2 separate regions of the Mus musculus genome follow, and region 2 is linked to region 1. Evidence: chromatin contacts called from public promoter capture Hi-C data. All regions are on one chromosome and are shown on one strand. The core of a region is the stretch at or near the end of the contact, and the rest is flanking DNA. Distances in the headings are between cores, read along the strand shown. Region 1 holds the start of Slc16a4 (solute carrier family 16 (monocarboxylic acid transporters), member 4). Region 2 holds the start of Gstm6 (glutathione S-transferase, mu 6).

Evidence for each region. Capture Hi-C pulls out chosen DNA fragments and counts their contacts.
Region 2: a promoter capture Hi-C map of adipose tissue shows a contact between it and region 1. The contact joins the promoter of Gstm6 here to the promoter of Slc16a4 in region 1.

The regions. Positions count from the first base shown.
Region 1 is chr3:107,287,859-107,295,075 of GRCm38.p6, reverse strand. It overlaps Slc16a4 (solute carrier family 16 (monocarboxylic acid transporters), member 4), which reads right to left and starts at 3,846. Exons shown (of 9, transcript NM_146136.2): 1 at 3,661-3,846; 2 at 2,551-2,668. The coding sequence starts at 2,637.
Region 2 is chr3:107,938,160-107,944,989 of GRCm38.p6, reverse strand. It overlaps Gstm6 (glutathione S-transferase, mu 6), which reads left to right and starts at 1,256. Exons shown (of 8, transcript NM_008184.4): 1 at 1,256-1,392; 2 at 1,670-1,745; 3 at 2,224-2,288; 4 at 2,576-2,657; 5 at 2,757-2,857; 6 at 3,706-3,801; 7 at 3,887-3,997; 8 at 5,674-6,143. The coding sequence starts at 1,357. The coding sequence ends at 5,763.

The DNA.
Region 1 (7,217 bases), core at 2,597-5,096:
GTTGCTGCAATTACAGGTGGATCACACGTAACTGTGCCAGCACACGTGGTTCTTAACATGTTTTCAGTAGCCTCTCTCCACCTCTGACTTCATCCATCCTCTTGGCTGCTGCTTATAAATGTGTCTATAAATTAGTCCTCCCCACCCCCGTCAAAAAAAAAGAAGGTATTTAATGAGTGGCTACTGTGTCTCAGGCTGTATATTCAGAGTAGGCATACAATAGTGAACGCAACACTGATGAACAGTATAAATGTGGTTCCCTAACCGCACTGAACAGTTTGGTAAGATATACTGTGATGGTTTGAATATTCATGGCCCAGGGAATGGGGGTGTGGCCTTGTTGGAGTAGGTGTGGGTTGTTTAAGGAAGTGTGTCATTATGGGTGTGGGCTTTAAGACCCTCATCCTAGCTCCCTGGATGCCAGTCTTTTCCTAGCAGCCTTCAGATGAAGATGTAGAACTCTCAGCTCTTCCTGCACCATACCTGCCTGGACACTTCTATGCTCCTGCCTTGAAGATACTGGAGTGAACCTCTGAACCTGTAAGCCAGCCCCAATTAAATGTTGTCCTTACAAAAGTTGCTTTGATTATAATGTCTGTTCTCAGCCATACAACCCTAACTAAGACACATACTAAGCCCAGAAACAGTTATATATATAAAGTATGGTGAGTTACAGTGTAACTGCTTTTGTGGAGGAGCTCACAAAGCATACTGAGAAGTTTTTCACTTTTGAGGGAGCTTAAATCTTACGGAAAAGCACACTTGTAATTTACATGGAAATAAATGCATTGCCCTGTTAGGATGTATATTATCCCTATGAGCAGTGAGCTGAGTTCATTGCTAACAGTTTGGTATATTTATGTGCTCCAATAACCATCATCATGTTGCCCAAGTAACATTATTAACCTGATTATTAGCTACTTTTAATTAGCAGTAACTAATCAAATAACTTGTTATCCATTGAAAATAATGCATAAAAGGGTGGGAGAACCAGACTCCAACACCAACAGCATACACCATTTGAGAGGAGGCCCAACCAGGCAGGGCTCTCGGGCTTAAGGCATCTTTAGCTTCCCTATTATTAATGTTTCTATGGAAGGGGAGAAGAAATTCTGTTCTTCAGTAATGAAGCCAGAATTCAACAAATTGTGCTTTATTTGGTAAGTTTTATAATACACAGGTCTAGCTTAGGACCTCTACCCTCCATCCCTCTTTTCTATCATTAGGGAGGAGTAAAGCATTATGTTTTCCCACCTTCAATTTCATACTGATGTTGTCACTCATCTGGACTTGTGTTCCTATCATGTGGGCTGCTTACTGTAAATCCAAGCAGGGCAGGAATGTCAAGAAGAAAGAAGTGTCTTTGTGAGTGTGTCTCAAAATTAAGAAAATGATCTAGGGGTGCTTAAGAGTTATAGGGCTGGGACCACTATGCACAGGGTTATTTGTGGCGCAGCTATGATGGGATCCACCAGTGTTCTAGAACAGACATGCGGGTAATGTACATCACTACTTTTTTTAGATAGCAACTCCAACAGTGTCTCGGAGGCGAGGGTAAGAAGTCTTTCCTTACAATACATGTCAGATACAGAGTATAATTCGAGTTTAAGTTATGGGGGGGGCAGCAGACTGAACTATCCTCAACCCCTACTAATGAAGGGGACTGCCGTGGCTGGCTTTCTATTGCTATGATGAAATACTTGGGAAGGAAAGGGTTCCTTTCAGCTTACAGGCTATAGACCATAACGAAGTCAGAGCAAGATCTGAAGCAGAAGCTATGGAGGAATACTGCTTACTGGCTTGTTTTCCCTGACTTGCTCAGTTTGTTTTCCTAAACAACACAGGACCACCTGTCCTGGGGTGCCAGTGAACTAGGCTCTCCAAACCTATCATTCACCAAGAAAATGTCCTCACAAACTTGCCTACAGGCCAGCCCAATGGAAGCAGTTTCTCAGTTGACATTCCCACTTTCCAGATGCATACAGGTTTGTGTCAAGTAGCTAAAAACAGCATGAGTGGTCTGAAGTATTGTGTACATGTTAGGCTGAGTGGGTGGGCACTTAGTTTCAAGATAAAATCTTAACATGTATGACTGGCTAGTCTTGAACTATCAGCAATCATCTTGCCTCCCTTGCATCCCTTCAACCCTGCCCAGTGCTGGAGTTCTAAGCATCTCCCACACCTGGCAGAGCTGAGTACTTTCTAGGAATGACCTGTGCTAGCTCTTACTTAGTCGAAAATACGATGTCCCCAAATCCCAGTTGCCATTCTGCCAAAGTAGAACTGCCAGCCATGCCTGGAGCATTCTCTGATTGAGAGATGATGAAGAGGCAGCGGAGAGGCCTGGATGGGAAGGCTTCTCCTTTCTCTCAGGGGAACAAACAGCTCAGCTTCTGGGTTCAGCCAAGGTGGCCTCTGATCTTAGCAGTTTGGGCAAGTTCCTGGCTTCCTGTCTACTCAAATCTCAAGATTCCTTCATCGATCTTGTTAGACTGCTTTGAGCTTTTCTTCGTACAGTTCAGCACTTGGAAAGGGGAAAGAAACACTTACCAGGAAAAAATGAAGCACGACCATCCACCCCCATCCTCCATCAAGGGGTTTGGTGTAAGGGGAGGGCGTTTTTTCCTTCTTCACCATGATGCTTCCTGTAGGCTACATGCGGAGATCACTGGAACAGATGCAAAACAGTTGATTCAGTAGTCAAGAAAGTAATCTAACTGTAAGTGGGATATTTTGTTTGTCTTTTTGGTTGGTTTTAAGACCTGCTTTGTGGCTCCACCTGGCCTAGAACTTGTGGCTGTCCTTCCTTTACTTCCTGAAGGCTGCGATTATAGGTGTGCATGTTAAACTATTAAATTTTATTTTGTTCCATGGTATGAAACTTTTCACTTTTCCGTTCCCCCTTAGTTACGTGAAGTCTGCCTGATGTTAATAACCTCGAGTCCCTGATGGGAATGGCCACTCTACTTGTGCTCAGGATCTCCATCAGCTGTAAGCCAGTTTTAGAGGAAGCCATGTGTTACCCATCCATTCCTGTGAACCAGCCCTTGAATCTAAAGAAAAGTTAAATGGGAGGGGGCTCTTGGGTTTAGACAGCCCCTTTTTATGGAGCTTAGGTATTTTAAAGAACTAGATAGCCCAACAAAGTAACTTATCTCTTTAGAGGATACTAGATCAGAAAAACAAATTGGGAAGCCCACTTAGGAAATATGAGTGATTTGAAATAGAGGGTACTAAATAGGTTAAATATTTTGGTTGTGGTGGTGAACTTATGATTCTGCAGGAGACTAGTCTCCACCTTAGGAGAGAGATGCTAAGCATTCAAGATTAGAATGTCATAGTGTGCTAACTTCAGACAGAGTTGAGTAAATAAATACCCACATATTGAGAAAGAACGTGTTCTGAGGAATGGATGTTATCCTCATCTGTCCTTGTGAAAGCAGCCAGGTGTGTATGCGACGCATGTGTGTGTGTTTAGTGTCTAAAAAAGTAAGGTCTGTTAGATTAGACAGAAAGATGCCAGTTGTGAGATGTGTGTGTGTGTGTGTGTGTGTAGGGGGAGAGATTTCTATTAGATAATTCTAGACAGAGAGATTCTAGTCATTCCAGGTCCCTGAGAAGACCAACCCATCACCCAATTTCAATTCCACTTCACCTTACCTTTAAGCAAATGAATCCTCTAGAGACAAGAAAATTTCAGGTGAAAAATTATTTTCCCTAAAACGTTACTCTCTTTCTAAGGCTTCCCATTCCGCTGCTTGGTGGAAACAACCAGGCACTGTAGTCAAGCGGGGGCAGCGCTGAGGTTTAGCAGCTCCTGCCTGTGGACTTTACTTCCTGAGGGAGGAGGAGGAAAGGCTGTAACTTGAGAACAACTCAGGCCAGCCTTCCAGCCAGCCCACAAGGTACACTTTTTTCACCTCCGGCCAAAAGCCATTGGGTAAACCAAGGAGAAAATCTTCTCAAGTCTGGGATGGGGGATGGGACTCCAGATTTTTGAAAGTTGTCCAAAGTTCCTCAGGGAGGCTGAGACTAGTTTATAAAAGAAGCATAAAAGTCTTCCAGAGACGGGGGAGCTCTTTCTGGACCACAAATGGCAGTGCTGGAGCTGAAGATAGTGCTCCATGCTAGATAGTGCTCCATGATAGAGTGCCTGCTTAACGTGGGTACCTGGGTTTAGTCCATCTTAGCAAACCCACTGCAGTCCTTAGTAAATCCAGGCTGCTCTGTGCCCCTTTGTGCCCTCTGACTCAGTAGTATGATTAATTTGGGGTTTCAGGCCCCATTTTAATCGCTTTTTTGAACCCGATTACTTTAACTTTCCATGAAGATATATACTTACAGTAATTTTAATGAAACTTTTTCTTACTGAATTTTGGGAATAATTAAGGCTGAGTCCTAGAAAATTACCCGAATAATTCAACATTCCAGTCCAATTTCCTTCCTTAGCTCCACCTTCCACATTAAAAAAAAAAAAAGTCAACAAAATAGTGCCTTTGATCTCCTACACCAACATTCCAGGTTTTAATCCAGAGTGTATTTTAAGCCCAAGTATGGTTTCTTTGTTTGATCTGGAAATCTGCACCTTTGTTCTGTTTTTTAAACATGGGCTTCTCATCCTCTTAAAGCCCATCTCTAATTTTTCTTATTAAAATTCTTAAAGAAGGATGGCTTAGTTTGGGAGAACGCTCCGTGAACGCAACCATGGAAACATGATGCAGATATGGGTGTTGGTGGGAAAGATCAAAGAAACAGTCAGCAGAAGGCAAAACACAGAGGAAGAGATAATTATATACTCCAGAAATGTTTTTAGTGACCATCCATGGGACTGTTTTCAAGGTCTTTGGTGGCAGGATTGATACTCTTGAAACGTTGAGGGCTAGTGAGTAATGCTGGTTTGGATAGAAGCTCAACGTTGCATTTTAAGTCTTGAAATCCTGAACAAGCTAACCTCTTTGAATTTGTTTCGAAAGCTATAAAATGTTATTAATACTATTTTACAAGATTGTTTAGGATCAAGAATATTTCTTACTGCAGTGTATGGTAGCTCGCACTTACAGTCTCAGCATACAATGCAGAAGTAAGGAGGATTGCTGAGTTTGAGCAAATTGGGGTTAAAGTCAGACCCTGCCAGGCCGGGGGTAGTGGCACACGCCTTTAATCCTAGCACTCAGGAGGCAGAGGCAGGTGAATTTCTGAGTTCGAGGCCAGCCTGGTCTACAGAGTGAGTTCCAGGACAGTCAAGGCTACACAGAGAAACCCTGTCTTGAAAAACCAAAAAAAAAAAAAAAAAAAAAAGTCAGACACTGCCCCCACTCCCACTCCCTCCCCCCAAAAAAGAAAAAACTGTGATGCATTCTTGTTAATAAGAGGAAAGACTTGTTAAGCTATCTGGGATACTAGTTAATATTTCAGCATCTGTAACTACTGATTCAATGTTGCATTTACGGGGTCTTTAAACATATGAATATCTCAGCCTATAACCGTTTTTAGCTTCTGTCCCTAAAGCTATTTGGTAAGAATTTACTATTATTTCTCTTTTTAAAAAAGATATTTATTTTTATTTATGTGAGTACACTGTAACTGTCTTCAGACACACCAGAAGAGGGCATCAGATCCCGTTACAGATGGTTGTGAGCTCCATTTGGATGCTGGGAATTGAACTCAGGACCTCTGGAAGAGCAGTCAGTGCTCTCAACTGCTGAGCCATCTCTCCAGCCCCTCCCCCTCATAACTTTTTTATTTTTTGGTTTTTCGAGACAGGGTTTCTCTGTGTAGCTCTGGCTGTCCTGGAACTCACTCTGTAGACCAAGCTGGCCTCGAACTCAGAAATCTGCCTGCCTCTGCCTCCCAAGTGCTGGGATCAAAGGCGTGCGCCACCACGCCCGGCTCCCCCCATAACTTCTTATTACCATTGTTCTGCTGTCTGATAACTTATGAATACTCTTCAGCCCTTGGGACTCAGAGTTTAGCACAACACTACTAGGTTAGGAAAGTCACCCAGCTGAACCTTTCCTTGTCCTGGTTGAGTCCTTAGTTGTAAAAAGTTGGCTCCCAGCTGGGCAGCACACAGGAAGCAGAGGCAGGTGGATCTTTGAGTTTGAGGCCAGCCTGGACTACACAGTGAATTCCAGGATACCCAGGGTTACACAGAGAAACACTGTCTCTAGAAACTAACAAACAAAAGGTCGGCTCACAAAGCTGGGCATAGGGGCACATGCCATTGATTCCAGCACTCAGGAGTCAAAGGTAGACAGATCTCTGCATTCAAGGCCAGCCTGGTCTACAGAGTGAGTTCCAGGACAGCCAAGTTTATGCAGAGAAAACCCTGTTTCAACCCCTACCTCCACTTCCCACTTCTGGCTAGCATTTGGGAACTTAGCCTTCAGGGGAATTTCTACTATTACTGTTCCTATAGGGAGCAAACAATCTGACTTATGCTAAACACTCCCTTCTGGGAACCTGGAACTTGGACATTTGCTAGTAGAAAATGCTCATGTGATCAGTCTCCTCTGGGCACTGGGTGTATAATGACTTCTGCAGCTGAAGATATTTCATAAATGTTATCACCACTCGGTGCTGGAGAAATTCAGTGCATTCTATGGGACTTGACTGAAGGAGAGTTCTTGGAACTTTTTGCCCTGCTTCTTTTCTCGTTTTGTCCCAAACACCATTTCTCTTTGTCAGTTCTCCTTTTACTATAATAAACATGATTACAGGAAAATGTTGCATCTTTCGAGTCCCAGTGGATCATCAGAACTGAGTATCTTAGTTAGGGAAACACTATGACCAAAAAGCAAGTTGGGGGTAAATACCTAATAAAAAAAAATTGGAGGAAAAAAAAAAAAAAAGCAAGTTGGGGAGGAAAGGGTTTATTTGGCTTACACTTCCATATCAATTCATCTTCAAAGGAAGTCAGGACAGGAACTCAAACAGGGCAGGAACTTGGAGGAAGGAGCTAATGCGGAAGCCACGGAGGGATACTGCTTACTGTCTTGCTTAGCCTGCTTTCTTATAGAACCCTAGACCACCTCAGGGATGACACCACCCACTGTGAGCTGGACCCTCCCTATCACTAAACAAGAAAATGCCCTTACAGGCCTGCCTACAGTCATATCTTATGGAGGCATTTCCTTTTCCTTTTCTTTTCTTTCCTTTCTTTTCTTTTCTTTTCCTTTCTTTTCTTTTCTTTTTTCTTTTCTTTTCTTTTCTTTTCT
Region 2 (6,830 bases), core at 7-2,506, 650 kb before region 1:
GGAACCGGGGCTCTCTGACATTGGTAGGATTTTGTCTGTGAGTTTTAACCACAGGTGCCATGATGAAGGACATTGAGCAACCCTCTTATGCCCAGATACACAAAAGCCAGGAGCTGCGGCCAGGGCTGAAATGAGTTAGATAGCTGAGAATTCGACTCTAAGGGACTTGGTCCTCTGCAGAGTCCTTCAAGGTCCTTTCCGGACAGCATTCTGTTGTCCCTTAGAATCAGGAGAGGTATCTGGTCCCTCCAGGCTACTGTGCCTTTGAGTTTGGGGTTCTGTCCATGGTGGTGGGACTCTTTCAGTTTCACAAGGCCTCTCTGTGTTTGATTCTTGGATTTGGCTCTCAAGTATGGCCAAAGTGCCTATTAATTTATATAGTCACTACCTTGATGACCCTGTAGAATACCTCCTATAGGCTCATACAGTTGGGTGCTTGGTCCTCAGTTGGTGAAACTGCTTGGGAAGGATTAGGAGGTGTGGCCTTGCTGGAGGAGGTGTGTCACTGGGGTAGGCTTTGAGATTTCAAAAACATACGCAATTCCCAGTTACCTCTCCTACCTCCCTCCCTCCTTCCCTCCCTCCATCCCTCCCTCCTTCTCTCTCTCCCCTGCCTCCTGCTTGTGAGTCAGATAGATGCGAGCTCTCAGCTACTGCTCTAGCCCCATGCCTGCCTGCTCCCCTGCTACTGTGTTCCTCACCATGATGGCCATGCAAGCTGCCTTGATCATGGTGTTTGTCACAGCAATAAGAAAGGAATTGAGACAGCCTCAGATCCCCCAAGAGAAATACAGAGACTGCTTGCTTTTCTGTTTGGCCCTGTCCTGGGTCATTCCCATTTCACTGCTCCTGTACCTCCAGGTTGTATGGACAATGAAGTCTGGAGTTTGTCAGACTGGCAGAACCCTTGTTTCCAGCATGAGTACAAGAACAGACTCTCAGGTTGAAGCAATGCCTTTTTATGCATATGTTGAGATCTGAGCCCAGATTCCCAGAGTCTAGGTGTGAAAAACTGATCTACCAGGAAAGGAGATGGGCAGAACAGGTCCTAGCTGGCCTGTCTCCAGGGATACTGCCAACTTCCTGAGAATCCAGCAGGGGGCAGATGGAAGCAGGCCTGCCAATCAATCACTGCCTTCGGTATCTGAAAGCTCAGACCCGCCTTCGGATGATAGCTCCTGGAATTAGATTGGCTTTTACTTGTTACAGTGGGTTGGGCTTTATGGTTCCACGGTTGGTTCCTTTGGGGAGGGGCAGAGCAGCTCCGGACCTGTTCTCAGACTCATCAGCTGAGCATTACAGAGTCTTTCCCGACCAGTGACTGACTGCACAGTCTTCGAGGCTGGAATAGCAATCATGCCCGTGACTCTGGGTTATTGGGATATCCGTGGAGTGAGTGGGAGGTTGGGCTGCTAGGCGGGAAGGGCCCAGGGTCAGAACACAAAGCGGGACTACAGGCTTGGTTCCACGAAGAAGATTCCCATCGGGTTTTCCTTGACCCCCCCTCCCCCTCTCTGTCAGAGCCACACCCCCCAGTCCAAACTCTGTCCCTGCCTTTCTCCCTCTCCCCCGCCTCCCTTCCTCTCTTCTTAGTGAAAGGTGTAAAGGCGTCCCTAGAGGTGGTGAAGGATTTCACTAACGGACTTATGTTACCCACTATCTCTCACAGCTGGGTCACGCCATCCGCCTGCTCCTGGAATACACAGAAACAGGCTATGAAGAGAAGAGATACGCCATGGGGGACGGTAATGACATTCTTCTGGTCACACTCTTCCCCAACTTCTGTCCACTGGTGCCCAGCAGCTTCTATCTATCTCTCTGTTTCTTAGCTTTGTGGATCTCCTTCAGGCAAACCCAGAGCTTATCCCTTCCAGAAACTTCCTTGAGGGTGCAGCTTTGGTTGTCAATATAGAATCATGGTTGTAACATGCTGGCCCTATTCTGACTGTAATTGGGTGAGGTTTGCCCACTACAGGCACTGCAGGCCTAGTGCTTTTGTAAGCCTTAGTTAGTCATTGAAAGGCCTATAGCCATTCAATAGCTCCTGGGCTTGGATTGGCTTTTACTCACTACATAGCTGTGCTATTCAAGTGTGCAGCTTTGGTTGGAAAGACTTACTGGGTCAGACTGCATATTCCTTGCACAAGGGGTCCTGCCTTTGACTTCTTGTGAAGGGGGCTTAGACGTCGTGACGTCCTTTTCACATCCTCTTGTCCACCACAGCTCCTGACTATGACAGAAGCCAGTGGCTGAATGACAAGTTCAAGCTGGACCTGGACTTTCCCAATGTAGGTGCTGTGAAGGGGAAGTTTGGGGAAGACATGGTGATCTCACCTCATCTCCTGGCCTGGCTGAGGGTTTAGGATCAGTGTTTCTGCTCTCCTGCTCCATCCCTGCTGGCTGCACAGTGTTCTGTGATGGGCTGTGTCCCAGCTCTCTCATTCAGTGCACACTGTGCCCATGGAGGGCTTCCCACGGCAGGCACACTGAGTGCCAGGCCCTGTGTCTTCTCTCACCCAGGGAAGGGATGGAGGGACCTCATATCCCATCTGACCTTCCCTGCTTGTCCATCCAGCTGCCCTACTTAATTGATGGGTCACACAAGGTCACCCAGAGCAATGCCATCCTGCGCTACCTTGGCCGGAAGCACAACCTGTGTGAGTGGGGCTGGCTGCAGGGTGGGGGACCATGGCCACCTACCCTGGTCTTGGCAAGGGTGGGCTGCTGAGAGTGAGTCTGGGCTGTGTGTGCTGCAGGTGGAGAGACAGAGGAGGAGAGGATCCGTGTGGACATTTTGGAGAAACAGGTCATGGACACTCGAATTCAGATGGGCATGCTTTGCTACAGCGCTGACTTTGTGAGTCTGCACTGTGTGGTATAGACAGGGTTTGCAGCAGGAGTCAAGGAAGGGCCTGTGTTCAGTTCCATGCATGTCCTCTTTGGAATGTGAACCCACCCATACTGATTTATCAAGCTCTCCTATCCAGCCAACAGTTCTTGCCCCACCCCCATTTTGTTAACAAGTACAACATACCGTTTCCAAGAAGTTTTGCGGTATTGTTATGATACCAAGGGCTGCAAATTCATTTCCTACACAGCAAATTCATATGTTCAATTCTTTTCAACTTTGACCTTGACCACTGCCATGAGCCACCTTGTCCCTGGGGTTCACAGATGAAAACCAGAGGGGAAAAAGGTCATGGGTATTTAGAAATCTACCCAACAGATTTCTCAGAGCTGAGTTCTTAGTGGTAGCAAAACTCGGGGCCTCTTGCTGGAGCTCACGGTCAGCTAGAGAACCACTGTCTCTTTCAACACCCTATGCTGTTCAACTGATTCTATTCTTTGAGATCCCTCTTTGAAATCACGTAGTCTCTTCTCTTGAGATTGTTAAATACTTGGCTTTCCTTCTTCCACTGGACTGTTCTGTTCAGAACCTGTCTGGAAGGCACTACCCTGGAAGGCAGTGCTGAGCTAGACATCAGTCATGACAGATTCAGGGACAGATTGGCATTTCCATTCCAGGCACCCCTGAGAGATGAAGCCTGCTACCAATCGAGAGTCTGATTATTAAAGTGGTGAAGCGTTAAATGGCACATGCCCAGAATTAGGAAGATGCCTGTTCCTTTGCACAGCTGGGCAAAGCCACACTTTCTCCCACAGGGCCTGCATGAGGGTTATGACAGCTATTATTTTCTGCTTCAGGAGAAACGGAAGCCAGAGTTCTTGAAGGGCCTCCCAGATCAGCTGAAACTCTACTCGGAGTTCCTGGGGAAGCAGCCATGGTTTGCAGGGGACAAGGTAGAGAGGGTAGCAGGTGGGCAGGAGGAGCTGCCATTCTTCCCAGGCATCCGGATCCCACCTCACTGAGCCTCACTTCCTGCAGATCACCTTTGCAGACTTCCTCGTCTATGATGTCCTTGATCAGCATCGAATGTTTGAACCCACGTGCCTGGACGCCTTCCCAAACCTGAAGGACTTCATGGCCCGCTTTGAGGTGATGCCCTGGTCCTGCTTCCTCTTGGATGCCCTACTTCCCTTCCCCCTTTCCAGGTTGCTTCCCTAGTTCTGATCTATTGAGCACTGACTTTCTGCCAGGACCCATGTTCAGCCTTCTAGATCTGCGGAGTCAATTTGTCATTGCCACACGCAGGCAACCTGGGTAGAATTAGCTGTCACGATGAACAGATAAGGAACACGAGACTGTGTAGGGTAAGCTACTTGCTCAGCATCCTAGCACGAGTAGAGGCTGTTCTGGGCTCCCAACTGCTTTTGGCTTCTAAGAGCAACATTCAGTGTCTCTTCCTGATTTGTGCCAAAAAGAAAGTCAGGCCTTTAAACAGCTTGGGTTTCCGGCCCAGGACCTGCAGTATGCAGATTATGTGAAGAATGTGTTTGTTCCTGCAACCGTTAGGCTGAGAGAAAGGCAGACTGATGTGCAGGACCAAGACATACTCCATGGTAATATTTGATTGGTGTTGTCAGTCCTGTGGCTGACCTGTGAAGTACTGTGACTCAGGGCTGCTCCTGTGGAAGACTTCATCTTGAGTTCTTTTGGTGGGTGTGCTTTTTCCTCCCGCCATTCCTCCAGCTCCCATTGTGTCCCCTATGAAGTGAGGTCGTACTTTGTCCTTACTGAGATGCTTTGGAATTTCCCTCTGTATCGGGCCCAGCTGGACGTGTAAAACTGTCCCTCCATCCCAGGACTGAGTGAAGCCGGTAGGTGGGGGGCACAACAGACCATGAGATGCCTGTGATATTAATGGCTGCCTGGCTCTCACCTCGCAGTTAACCATGATCCACCCTGAACTCTCTGGTTTGACACCAACAAGATGTACTTTTTTTCATTTTTGTATGTTCAAGGCATTGCCATAGCAACAGATCTCGGCCTAGAAGCACTTCTCCTTTCCCACTTGCCATTAAGAGATGCATGTCTTTTTTTAGTTAGCTCTCATCACTGCGGTTGTGATCCACATGGAGTGGCCTTGTGAGTGTGCACGAGCTGGTATAGCTGAGGAGGGGAGTGCAGAGGCCCTTGTTCTGAACACAGATGGCTGTGGCTTGTTGGGGACTGGTAGCTCTGGCTCTCTCTTGATCTTTGGAAATGACCTGTGCACTCTCTGACAAGGTGTCCTGTATCACACTCCACTGCATCAGAGCTAGAGATGAGATTGGTAGGGGCTCAGTGGGATTGTGCTTAGGGCTCAAGTGGAGACGTGTTAGCTTCTGGTGAACATCTGGAGCTGGCCACTCATGCTCTGCAGTCTCTTCGGCCTTCTCTGCATACACTCAGGGTTTGCTGAGTCACTGGGTGGCTCCTGGACTCTCTTCCAAACCACACAGGCCAGTTCTCAACCCTTTCGGTTTTCTGGATCCTTGCTTCTTTTAAGTACAGGCATGTCATTGTAGCCAGGAGTGACAGTGCCCCCTATGGGAGGCAGGAGGGAGTGCACAGGGAGCAGAGTGGCAGCCACAGTGCTGGGCTGACCCTCTTAGCCATGGGAGACTGAGGAAGTTTCTTAACCTCTGCTACCTCAGCTGATTGGTGTGATGGTGGGGCTGCTTTTGCAGGGTGGTGGGGTGGGTTTTCTCCTTCTGGATTTTAAAGTCTCTTGGCTGGTCCTGGAGTGGGTTTGCAGAGCTGAGGTCCTGGTTTCTCCTTCTCACCTGCAGGGCCTGAGGAAGATCTCTGCCTATATGAAGACCAGCCGCTTCCTTCCAAGTCCTGTGTACTTAAAACAGGCCACGTGGGGCAATGAGTAAGACCATGCATGGAGTGCCGGTGTTGGTGGGGAAGATCTATCAGTGTGCCTGTCACCGTGAACACTGACCGGGCCACAGCTAGCTTCCAGTAACTTCTCTTCATCAATCTTCCCATTTTTTTCCCTCTGTCTTTTCATTAACTTTCCCTCTACAAGAACTCCTTGTCTCCCCTTTCACTCAAGCCTCCAATGTCAGCTCCCTGTCCTCAGCAAAGTCCTTTGCTTCCCTTGTTTCTTTCTGCCATGTTTCTAACCAGACAATCTTTCACTGCACTTTGAGCAGCTTAGCCCAAAGATCCATACTCCCCAGTATGCAGGCTCCATCTCCAGAGTGGGAAGGCCCAGTCTTGTGTGAGCTCTAGTAAAGTGTTATCCATACTAGCTCTGTGTCCTGTCGTATTACCTAGAATTCTCAGGAGTGACTACATGAATGTGGCTGTGTGGTCTTTGTTCTGTGGTTCACAAGGATGAATAGGTGATGGGAACATGGGGTGGACTCTCAGGTAGTCAGGATGTATGACCACGCACAGGGGCTGCAAATATGGCTGAACTTTTCAGAGCACTTCCTTTCTTGTTTTGGGCCTGGATTTGGTTCCCGCCACCCACATGGTGGCTCACAATGGGCCTATAATCACAACTCCAGGGAATCTGATGCTCTCTACTGCCTGCTTGGGCTTACACACACACACACACACATACACACACACACACACACACACACACACACACACACACACACACAATCTTTTTAAAAAGAGAGAAATCATGATGTGCCCTGGCAGTGTTCACCTGGGGTTCTTATAGGTGGGTGTGTCTTCTATACCAGAATTCTCAGTCATCATCAAGCTGTGTGGTCATCCTGCAGTGTGATCATCCTGCAGTGTGGTCATCCTGCAGTGTGCATGCAGTCCCTCCGTTGGCCATGCTCACCTGTGAGTCTTGCTTCCGAGAGGTGCTAGGCTGATGGGCAGAGGGTGAACAGTCACCAGGTTTTACATCTACCCTCACCTGGAAGCCATCTTTCTCTCTTTTCAAGATGGTTTACTATAAGCATTCCCTACTGTCGGT